Linked DNA regions of Mus musculus: region 2 is linked to region 1. A link is a contact called in public promoter capture Hi-C data. All regions are on one chromosome and are shown on one strand. Each heading gives the region's core, a stretch centred on a gene start, on an enhancer-like site or on the middle of the called end of the contact. The rest is flanking DNA. Distances are from core to core; before and after follow the strand shown. Region 1 holds the start of Timm17b (translocase of inner mitochondrial membrane 17b). Region 2 holds the start of Rbm3os (RNA binding motif protein 3, opposite strand).

What was found. Promoter capture Hi-C pulls out the DNA fragments that hold promoters and counts their contacts.
Region 2: a contact with region 1 is called in a promoter capture Hi-C map of neural stem cells. The contact joins the promoter of Rbm3os here to the promoter of Timm17b in region 1. A contact is called at or near these places in 21 of 39 promoter capture datasets (the 3T3-L1 cell line, 3T3-L1-derived adipocytes, the C10 cell line and 13 more), 12 of 484 Hi-C or Micro-C datasets (B cells, CD4 T cells, CD8 T cells and 8 more), 12 of 115 datasets of contacts at active chromatin or transcription factors (the 230-238 cell line, T-cell acute lymphoblastic leukemia, double positive thymocytes and 8 more) and 4 of 9 other capture datasets (adipose tissue, embryonic stem cells, liver and 1 more).

What each region holds. Positions count from the first base shown.
Region 1 is chrX:7,895,744-7,901,522 of GRCm38.p6, forward strand. It overlaps Timm17b (translocase of inner mitochondrial membrane 17b), which reads left to right and starts at 3,593. Exons shown (of 6, transcript NM_011591.5): 1 at 3,593-3,726; 2 at 5,218-5,317. The coding sequence starts at 3,701. It overlaps Pqbp1 (polyglutamine binding protein 1), which reads right to left and starts at 3,257. Exons shown (of 7, transcript NM_019478.4): 1 at 3,028-3,257; 2 at 2,808-2,893; 3 at 558-669; 4 at 250-362; 5 at 1-139. The coding sequence starts at 2,874.
Region 2 is chrX:8,142,757-8,148,535 of GRCm38.p6, forward strand. It overlaps Rbm3os (RNA binding motif protein 3, opposite strand), which reads left to right and starts at 2,671. Exons shown (of 3, transcript NR_033561.1): 1 at 2,671-2,975; 2 at 3,736-3,862; 3 at 4,800-5,208. Rbm3 (RNA binding motif (RNP1, RRM) protein 3) reads right to left here and starts at 3,124. Exons shown (of 7, transcript NM_001166410.2): 1 at 2,882-3,124; 2 at 2,199-2,316; 3 at 1,817-1,923; 4 at 1,092-1,191; 5 at 902-995; 6 at 495-573; 7 at 1-199. The coding sequence starts at 2,301. The coding sequence ends at 516.

The sequences.
Region 1 (5,779 bases), core at 2,343-4,842:
CGCTCTCGTTCTCTGTCATTCTTCTCGTGGTTTCGGTCTGCCTTCTCGTGGCTCCTGTCTGGCTTCTCATGACTACGATCTGACTTCTCATGATTTCTGTCCACCTTTTCAAGATTCCGGTCCGACTTGTCCTCAGCATCTATGGTAACACACAAATCCTGAAGCCTCTCTCTTACACATATGGTCTCTCTTCAGCCTCTCTCCGAGACTGCAAGAATCACTAAAGCATCCCTGCATCTGCCAACTCACCTGCATTATTGTTCCTGACTTTCTTGGCGGATTTGGTAACGACAAAGTTAGGATCATGTGGTGAGAGCCACGACACAAGGTCTGTCTCCACATTCCAATAGTAAGGGAGTCCGCTGTGGGCAGTGAGAGGGAGGGAGTGTCAGCTCAGATGTCCCTTATACCACCTGTCACCTCAACCTGCGTCCAGATCTGCTTCATGGTCCCACATGCACATCTCGTCCCTCTCGACCCACAGTAAGAGAGAACACAGGAAGGGCAAGGCCACCATGTTGTCCATGAAGTCCATCCCACCATGTTGGTAGGCTCACCAAGAAGGGTCAAACACCTTGTACCAGCTCGGTGGCAGACCCTCTATCCGGGTGGCCTCATAGTCAACAGGATCATCATCGTAGTCTTCAGCAATAATCTCTTCCTCTGGCTCTGGAAGAATGGGGAAGGAGAAAAGCAGTTGAATTACCCGATAGTGATGGTGTGTGTGTGGGGGTTCTCCTCCTATTCTCAGGCATGGAGACATGACTGACCACTCACATCTACACCACCATGCAGGGAAGACAGAAGTACATGCTCAGCGTTGATAATCTTCAAAAATTTGATATCCAATCAATTCCTGAGTTCAGATACCATGTGGCATTGTATTATCCCAACGTATTTCAATGAAATGGCTTGGAACAGTAGGGGGGTTGCCTAAAATAATGGCTAATCTATCCATATCCTGAACTTCAATGGGTTTCTGGCTCATGAATATTGGATAACAAGGAATTGATGTAAACATTGCTTTGACTCTATTCCTAGGGGCGGATATACAGCAAGCTTGCAGCAGACATCTAGTGATAGTAGAATAAAGATGGTGTCTCTTATCAGCCCAGTGCCTGGCCATCAGTAAGCACATAACAGATTTAAGCTCTGGGTATAATTAACAATAAAATGCATGTGCCTACAACATCATAGTGACACCAAAAGAGATGTCAGGTATGATTGTCCATATTGCTAATAAACACTATCAGCAGTGGGCTCAGTACTCAAAAAGATTTAAAAGAAACACTAATGATATGGGGTTTGCCTGAAGCCCTGGATTCATATCCTAACACCCCCAAGAAAACAAATATCAGTGGTCATTATTAGTACTGTTAGGCACAAAGTCTATGTCTGGCACAAAGTAGTCTTGTAATAGATGTCAGTTGTCCATACAATAATATGATGTACTTTTCCAGTGCCTAGCACACCATATAGGTCAAAACTCATGCCCCACTTTATTACTATTGGCAATAATGTATAATTAGCACCTAGTAATACAGTAAATCTTATTAAGAGATCATCTTTTTTTTAAAGATTTATTTATTTATTTATTATATGTAAGTACACTGTAGCTGTCTTCAGACACTCCAGAAGAGGACATCAGATCTCATTACAGATGGTTGTGAGCCACCATGTGATTGCTGAGATTTGAACTCAGGACCTTCAGAAGAGCAGTCAGTGCTCTTAACTGCTGAGCCATCTCTCCAGCCCCCAGATCATCTTTTTTGACTGTTAGCATATCATACGTGCCAGGCACTTAGGCAGCCTTAAATAAATGTTAATGGTTATGGTGCCCATCACCCAAGTACCTCTGCTGAGGTAAACATAGAGCATCAGCATCCTGTCACTGTATTTGGCACATAGGAGACTGCAGGATAGATCAGATGCCTTTTTGGACCCTTAATCCTAGCATTAGGAAAGCGGAGACAGGCAGATCTTGATGAATGCAAAGCCAGCCTGATATACAGAATGGGTCCCAGGCCTGCCAGAAGTACAGAATGAGACCATGTCTCAAACATTAATTAGTTAAATACCATGCAGTCATGGGTTTATTTTACTTATTTTCTGATACACACACATATATATACACATATATACATGTGTACATACACACACAGACACATGTATATCTGGCCTAGAATTCAGTATGTAAACCAGGCTGTCTCCTGTGATCCCTTTTACCTGCCCCAGCCATGCTGGGGACTACAGATGAATGCCACCATACTTATGTCTATTTGTTTTTTATTTTTTGAAGACTGGGTCTTGCCAAATTGCCATGTCTGGCCTTGACCTCCTGGACTCAAGCCATGTTTGTAGCTCAGCCTCCTTAGTACCTGAGATATTTGTACCTGCCACCGTGTCCACTTGATTCATGACTTAAATTAAAGCTATCCCTCCAGCCTTACACTTCACACAGCACCCACCAACCACGAAGAAGTAATGAATATCAGAAAAAATTATATTGACAACGAGATGCCTGCCAGGCCATGCAAGATACCAAGTATCAAAACCAAGGTGCCAGTCAAGGAGATATACTTCAATAGAGCGCATCCAAGAGCTCTGGTCTAACCCCAGCAGTACAAGGGGGCGGGGGAAGATGCACACTAGGACGGCAGAAGATGGCAGAGCACTTACTTAGCAAACACCTAGGTTCGACAGGGGCGGGAGGGGGCGGAGAAAAGGGGGAATAAAGAATAGAATAAACAGCAGAACGTCTATTAACACTGGCACATGATAGATGCATCTGCTTTTAGTTTTCTCACCCGGCTCCAGATGTTTGAGGATGCCCCTCTTCGCCAAGCGGGTCTGCAGCGCAACAGGAAGCGGCATAGTGGGTAGCTGACCAGACCTAGAAACAGACAAGACAGTACTGAAGGGCAGATCTGATTAACATTTCAATCTGGATAGCCAGTAACCACGCGTGTGTTCACACACACACACACACACACACACACACACACACACACACACACACACACACACCTACGTAACTGCAACAGTAGCTGGAAGAGAACAAAAATGCGTGCTAAAAGATAAAAGAGATATGTAGCAATATGGCCAGAATTAGGATCAGCAGAACTCTCCGGACCCAGGCACTGGAGACCGGATGGACCAAAGACCCAGTTCCTCTCTAGACCAAGGCTCCACCCATCACCCAAGGGACCAAGTGCCACACACCCGCAACCCAGAAATGGGATCACCCAACGTTCCTCAAAGTCCGCACGGTGGGCGGAACCAAGGCGCTAGGATGGGGGAGATACAATGCCAACGCCATCTCCAGCTTTAAAAGAAAGCTTACACCCCAGCCTTACCAGTACAACTGTGCGATTAGTCAAAGTCTATCTCCTTACCCTCCTCTCCCTCATTGGCACAGTGCTTACCAACACCGAAGGGCTCTTGGTTTAAAGCACAACAGGCTCCTCGACTCTCCCCAGGTGCAATTAACTGGTCGCATCCGACGCTTACATGGAACGGATGTGGCCCTTCTGGCTAGCCAATAAGAGCGCGCCGTTGGCCTTACGTAAGCAGAGAAGAACCAATTGTTCCCTTGGTCTACGTACAGCGCCTCAGAGCTTGTGGGCGTTTCGGAGCGGGAGGGGGACGGGGGGAGTGTCTCGCCCGCGCCACCGACTGCGCCAGGCCGGACTCTGGCGCCATGGAGGAGTACGCTCGCGAACCTTGGTACGGCGATGGGCACAGGCTTCGGGACAGTCCGCGCGACGCTCAGGCGGACAACGGGAGGCGGGCGGGGAAGGCAGGGGCTGCAGTGTCAAGTCCCTGACCCGGGAGGCTCGGAAACTTCACTGCCTCTGCGCATCCGGCATGGCCCCTCCCACTCGGACTTCGTCAAAAAACCGCCACCGTGGAGTGTCCCAGTATGTGCGGTGTGGGACAAACTATCGCACTGTTGCCCTGGCTCTTCTCCTAGACCCCCTTTGTGAGCCAAAAGAGAAACGCTGGGCAGATCCATTCCGGCGGTGAGGGAGGAGAGGCGTGGAGCCAATATCCACAGGGTTTCTTCGTGTCGCTTTTCTCAGGCTGGCTTTTGACATAGGATAGGGCATGTGTGAACTCACTGTGGGCTAAGCCAGATGGCACCTGGCTTTTCCGCACGGTCTTTTGATTTGTCCGATTTAGGTTTTAAAAGGACACAAGGGTTTCTCTGGACGTGCTTTTTGTGTCGAACCGAGTGTCAGTCACCCTGTTTATATTTTACTTAAATAACGTTTGCTAGTTAACACTATTGAAGCCTGACACGACAACTCCCCCCCCCCCCTCCCAGACACGGTTACTCTGTGGTGTAGCCCTGGCTGTCCTGGAACTCACTCTGTAGTCTTGAACTAAGAAATCCTCCTGCCTCTGCCCCCCAAGTTCTGGGATTAAAGGCGTGAACCACCCCTGCCAGGCACATGACAACTCTTACTGATTTTTGATAGTAACAAAAACCATTTTGTTTTTGGCTCCTGGTTCTAGGATTTGAGGGACTCTGTTCTTCAAATCTAGTTTCACGTAGAACTCTCTGAGAATACTGTATTGTCAGAAACAGTCATAGGGGCTCAGTGGTAGAGTAGTTGATTTAAGCAAGAGACAGATTGTGGGGGACAGGGGACCTAGATTCCAAAGCCATTTGATTTTTGATAATGACAAAAACAGTTGTATTGACGCTTGCTTGTAATCAAGAGCACTGCTCTGCCAGTAGTAAACCCATCGTTGCAAGGCTATGTGGTGAGACACCTCCCCCATCCCAAATTGTTTTCTCACTTTTGTACCACAGATAGATTTACAAACCTTTTCTTTTGGGGTTTGTTTGTTTTGAGACAGTATCTCACTATAGAACCCTGGCTGGCCTCGAACTGACTAGACTAGGCTGACCTCTGACCTCAGAGTGCTGGTATTAAAAGGCACAAACTTTCTTTGTGGGACAGGGTCTCCATTTAGAGCCCAAGTTGGACTGCCAACTTGTGATCCTCCTGTCTCAGCCTTCCAAGTGTTGATCACAGGTGTGCAGAAACACATCTGGTTTTCCTTTCTGGCTTTCTGGGGAATATAAAAAGTGTCAGAACTAATTTGTTGTCATCTAAGGTGTTCTGCATCAGTCCTGAGCTTCCCTGTTTGGTTCTCCAAGCAGGGCAGGGTCTCACATTAACCCAATCTTTTCCTTCCTGCTTGCAGCCCATGGCGAATTGTGGATGATTGCGGTGGAGCTTTCACCATGGGTGTCATTGGTGGTGGAGTCTTCCAGGCTATCAAGGGCTTCCGCAATGCCCCTGTTGTGAGTTGGGCCTTCCTCCAGTGGTGTGGGAATCTGCGGTCTTGCTGACATAGGAGTACTGCTCTGAGCATACTGAACATTCTGTTGATTGTTCACCTACTGTGTGTTGGGCCTGGCTTCTGGATTTAGGGTTTGAGGGATTCTGTTCTTCAACTATCCAGCTAGAACTCTGGAAATACTGTACTGTCAGAAACAGTCTTAGGGGCTAGAAGTATTTAGCTCAGTGGTAGAACAGTTGATTTAAGCAAGTGGGTGGGTGTGTATGTGTGTGTGGGGTGCCCACAGTTCCATCCTTAGAATTAGAATAAAAAGAAAAGGGTTAGCATCAAATTTTCAATGTGTATACACCGTAGATTTTACCACAAGACAGTCTTTGGGATAAAATTCTATATGGATGGTGGTGCCACACACCTTTAATCCCAGCCCTTGGGAGGTAAAGGCAGTCAGATCTGTGAGTTGAGG
Region 2 (5,779 bases), core at 1,421-3,920, 250 kb after region 1:
ATTTGTTTTTAAAAGGGAAAAAATGTTTAAAGAACACATGGAGCTTTCTAAAAGTTCTTTAACAAACTACCTTGGGAGCTCAATTCAAAAATAGAACTTGATGTACTAAAACAGACGTTTCAGCGCAGCTCCAAAAATCTTTATAAATACAGCAATTTGCAAGGACGATCCTGGATCAGAAGTGTTATTCCTTGTGTATCTGAGAATAGTAAGAGGTAGAATTTTGATGTCAGGAAGAAACAGACTGATAACACGCTTACCTCCCAGAGTTGATAAAGATGCAGCATACCACCTCTTTTATTTCTACCATGCCCCGCCTCCGCCCCCCCTTCAACTAGCTCTGGCATGCATGTAACAGCAAGAGCACCCAAGTGGCTGGGTTAGGCATCAAGGCAGCAGAGATAAAGGGCAGTGTGGCGAGAAGAAAAGCAAAAGGGAGAAGAGGGTCTGATGATAACAGGTTGACGCAATGCCAATCTTCAGGTCTCACCTACATTTTGTGTGCATGCCCCATCTCAGTTGTCATAATTGTCTCTGTAATTTCCTCCTGAGTAGCGGTCATAGCCACCCTGGCTTCTGGGAAAAAGCGATATTGTTTTACAAGAATGTATTCTACATTGTAGACATTAAACACTAAAAACTATACATGTCATGTTTCATAATAGCAGATTCACAATAGAAATGTTAGTCAGTTTTCAGGTGATGGAGACTGTATTCTTGAGATTGGTACATGGTGGGCACGGGCAATTGACCTTTGATATATCCAAGCCACATAATACTCTTAAAAAATGTATAATAAACAGGATACATAAAATATGAGCACTATGTAAAATTCCCATTTTCAGCATAAACTAGATTTAAAAACACTGGTACCTGACTATCCCAACCTCTCAATACCCACCTGCCACTGTAGTCTCTAGACCGCCCATACCCATATCCATATCCTCCAGGACGACTGTCATATCTTCCACTTCCATATCCCTGGTCTCCACCACCTACAGAAAAATATTCAAATAGTAGCTGTTCAGACATAGGCTCTTAACATTAAATAGCGCTACTTAATCTCATAATCAAACCATGACTGCACTTACCTCTAGAGTAACTGCGACCACGCCCACCAAAGGCACCCCCTCTGGATCCCCTGGCAGACTTTCCTGCATGATCAACTCGGATTTGGCGCCCATCCAGGGACTAGGTATGGGAAGGAGACAGACACAAGGAATTGTCAGTCACAGTAGGGATGAGGGAAGAATGGGCACAGGCAGGTAGGTGTAGGCAAGAGCCCAGAAATTCCTGCTGGGCACCAAATTCTGGGTGCCTCGTCCAAGCCAAGCTCCGCTGACCAGAATGGCTTCACCAGGAGCTATGGAATCCCACAAAAAGACCTGAATCCACCGGTCTCCCCTGCTACTACTTACATCTTGACTGAACTCAGGCTGACGTATCCTCCCCACTCCTCTAAGCTGCCCGACTATTAGGGCTAGACACCTCTCTCGGTCTGAGGCTTCAGAGTCCATCCCAGCAGACTCACGAGGTCCTCTCCGGTCCTCTGCCAGGCCCACAGCTCTGCAGACTCTACTACCTAAGCCCAGAGCAGGTCAACCATCCACAGGTGGCTTCTCCGCCTCATGCAGGACCAGTCGTCGCCTCCCAGGCAGCCCGGCTCTGTCTGCCGCTGCCCTCCACCCCCTAGAACAGAAGGCAGTCATGCTCCTGTGAGTGGCCACGCTGCCCCTGGCAGACATAGAGGGAAAACAGAAAGAACGAAGAAAGTGGCAGACAGGGAGACGGCCCCTGTGCAGGCAGGAGGCCTCACCTCTCCATTCATAGCTCTCATCGCATCTGAGGCATGCTCTGGGTTTGTGAAGGTGATGAAGCCAAAACCCCGGGATCTTTGAGTCTCCCGGTCCTTGACAACAACCACTGGGGGAGGGGCAGAAAGACAAATGTTAGAACCCTAACATCTAAGTAGAAAGTAATAGCCAGGCACAGCCACAGATCAAATAGCACTTGGGAGAATTAGGACCCCGCCAACCCCCCCGCTCCTGTTTAAAAAAAAAAAAATCCTGTATCCAACTGAATTTATTTCAGCCTAACCGTTACCGTACAGACATGGAAGTTAAAGAGAATTTCAGGTTTTAGTTCTAGACTAGCTCTTCTCCACCAACCCTCAACCCCGGGGCTGGTCCATGGCTCACCCTCAGAGATAGGCCCAAAGCTGCTGAAGTGGTCTTCAAGTGCCTGTTCATCGGTGTTGAAGTTGAGCCCTCCTACGAAGAGTTTCCCTTCTTCAGACGACATGGCAGAAGGCAAGTCCTAAAGGGAGTGCACGAATTATTGGGGAGTCAATGTGGCAGGTAGTGAGGTGTACAATATCCGGATACAGAGAATTACAGCGAAGACAGAAAATGGGTTAAAAGAGACAATTCAAATGGCAAGAGGCTCGGGAGCAGAAAAGGCGGGAACCAGCAAGGCTGGGTGAGCCCATCCGCCATTTGATGACTCCTATCGCGCATGCCCACAACATCCCAGGCTGCCACGCCCGTCATTTTGTACGGTCGCGCAGGCCTACAGCAGCATTGCATTTCCTCTTTCCCCGCAGAACAAGATGGCGGCGGTCACGTGGGAAGGGACAGCCGGTACAGGTTGGCGCGTGGTCCCCGCCGCCGCCCGAGCCCGTGCCTTCCGGCATTTCTCCCGTTCCGATGCAGCACGCCCGCCTCACAATGAATACATTTTTGCCTTCGAGCCTGGGACTAACCCTCCTCAAAGCTCAAGCCCACATATCAGCGGCCACAACTCTTCCTGCCCTCGTCCCTCGCCCATAGAGGGCAAGGAAGTGAGGTGGGGAACGAGCGCTGAGCAAGGCGAAGGCGCTTACCTGGAAATTAAAAGTCAGAGGACGGCAGAGACGACGAGCTCGAAGGAACCGGGAGAACAGAGAGACTGCGGCGCGGGAAGACGCCTGATAAAGCGTGCGTAGCCGAGACGTCACACAACGTCCCCCAGCGCGCCCTGGCGTGCGTGCTCATTGGTTGAGGCCAGCGGGGGGGGGGGGTTGGGAAGAGGACGAGGAAGGCGGAGGCAGCAATTTGCCTCGCCGCTTCCGGGAATCGAGAGGAGCTTTATGAGTTCAGTGCGTTCTCCTATAAGCATCTCCTTTCTGCCCGAGAGACTGGCCCCCTTTCCATCTCAAACGGTTGGATCCATAGAGCCTTTTCCTCCCTGACGTCATTTTCAGTGTTTTTGACGTCATCTCTCCCTTTCCATAGGAAGTCCTAACTGACAGTAGGTCGGTGCCAGCGAACTGCCGTCCTCAGAAACCAATCTTTTCTTTTTAGACCTTTAACTGCATATCCCTTAAGGCCCCGAGGCCTTCAGAGTTCTTCCTGTCAAACCTTACATTTCCGAATGCTTAGCCCCTCCTCCTAACATATAGCTGTGTGTTAGCGGACTCCTTCCCTTGGTGTCATCCTCTGACTTAAGTTTGCATCCTTATCTGACAGTCTCTTTACGCCTGATAATGCGTTCAGCAAGCCAGGTAGCCTAGCTTCAAAGGATGCAAATCTCAATCCACTAAACGAATTTTACTCTCTATTCGGGATACTGGGTCTTGATCGAAAGGATGAACTTTTGCAGTACATAATGAAATCCATAGCAAGTAGTGTCTAAGTCCACTGCCTGACGATGTGATCTTTCCCAGCCTTCAGTGCCTAATAACTTGTTTGCCTCCAGGAACTCTACATTGTTGACTCCTAGAATAAATTTGTTCAACATTGTAAAGGCCTGCCTCCCACTCCTCCACCAACCCCACCACAAATCGATTTGCTACCCTTTGGATGCCATTCATCTGTAATTCCTGGTAAGCTTATTCCCACATTTCTCAGTGATTTTCATGGATTTTTATTAAATTTGTAAGTAGTTATCTTTAGTTGAATACTTTTTGTTGTTCTAATATTTCTCACCCTGTGGTCTGTCCCTCACTGTATGCTCAGGTCACCCTGGAACTCATAAAACTTTTGCCTCAGCCTCTTCAGTGCTGGGATCATCACCACAACCAGCGTGTCTGTACTTTTAAAGAAATCCTCCCTGCCCAGGTCCCAAAGATACTCTTCTGCAGCTTATTACGTTAGCTGTATACTTTTGCTTTTAGTTTAAGGTCCTCAGTCCTTCTATAGGGTTCAGCTCAGTGGCAGAGTGCCTTCCTAGTATGTGCAAGTCCCTTGGCTTATATCCCAACAAAGAGAGAGAGCTGTGTCTGCTTTTACTGTGCCATTGAACCAGATGCCTCATCACCATCTATCAGAAAACTGAGGCAGGGTTGTGAATTGGAGCTTTAACAAGTTCCAGGCTAACTTTAGCTAGCCTATGGTGAGACCCCGTATTCAAATAAGCAAACAAAAATTGGATGATTTTTGAAATTGCATTTAATGTAGAGTTGAGAATAACGTCATATTACGTGAGGGTTTAAGGTATGTGCACACTGATACTGTTCCCATTAAGATCTGGCACTTTAGTTGGGTATGATAACTTAGACCAGAAATCCTAGCACTTGGGGAGCCTGGAGCAGTAGGTTCTTGCATTTAAGGCCAGCCTGGGCTACCTAATTAGTTACACCCATCTGCCAAACTCCCAAGAAAAACGCCAGACAAAAGAATTGGAGCCTAGTTCTCTTGCCCCTTGAGTATGGACTGGACTTAGGGGAGCAATTATAATGTGCAAAATAATTGAAGCACAAGTCAGAGTGTGTCGTGACTGGGTCGCTGAAAGGCACTTTGGTTTTCTGTTCTCTCATGCAGGCTGAGCTTTCTGTGACATGTTTGCTGGTTTATCAAGAGCAGTCCTAAAGAGGGGACTAAAGTGACACGGAACTGTGATATACTGCCAAGAGGTACAGGAACAGGCCTTCCTAGAAGTGGATCCACACCTACACTACTGTGTAGGCTGACACCTGGATGGATGGTATATGAATGCTATGAATCAGAGTCACCTAGCTAGGCCAATCCCAGAACCCCGACCGTCTAAAACCACAGATGTTTGTTTTGTCTTGAGACTGTGTAACTCAATTTGTGAATTGGTGCTTAGTTCCCTTGCCCCTTGAGCCTCACACAGGCTCGAACTTAATGCATGCAGCAGCATGCCTGATATACTCATTAAGCTTTGTGCTAATTTGATATCAATAGATACCTAATACATCTTCCCAGCAAAGAGCATGAAATATCTTTATTTACATCACACACACACACACACACACACACACACACACACACACACACAGAGCAAGTGTAGGGAAGGGAGGGAGACAGGGTCTCTATGTAGACAGGGTCTGTATGTATTCTAGGTTGGCCTGGACCTCACCGCATAGCCCAGGATAGCTTCACACTCTCAATCCTCCTACCTAGCACTACAGATGTGCATCACTGTGACTAACTTTATCTATTTATTTGAAAATGGGATATTGCTAAGTCCCCTAAGAGGGCTCAAACTCCTGGGCTCAAGTCATCCTGCTTCAGCTTCTGGAGAGGTGAGACTAAAGATAACTATCGACTAATTTTGGTTTTGTTTGTTTGTCTGTTTTTGTAGATAAGTGTCTTACTATATAGCCTGGCTGGCTAGGAATTTGCTATATAGACTAGGCTGGCCTCTAACTTACAGAGATCTGCCTGCCTTTACCAAGTGTTAAGATTAAAGATATGTGCTACCATACCCAGCTAGACAAATGCTTAGCTACACCCACAGCCTTTAATATTGATACTCCTGAGTTTACCAAGGCCTTTTT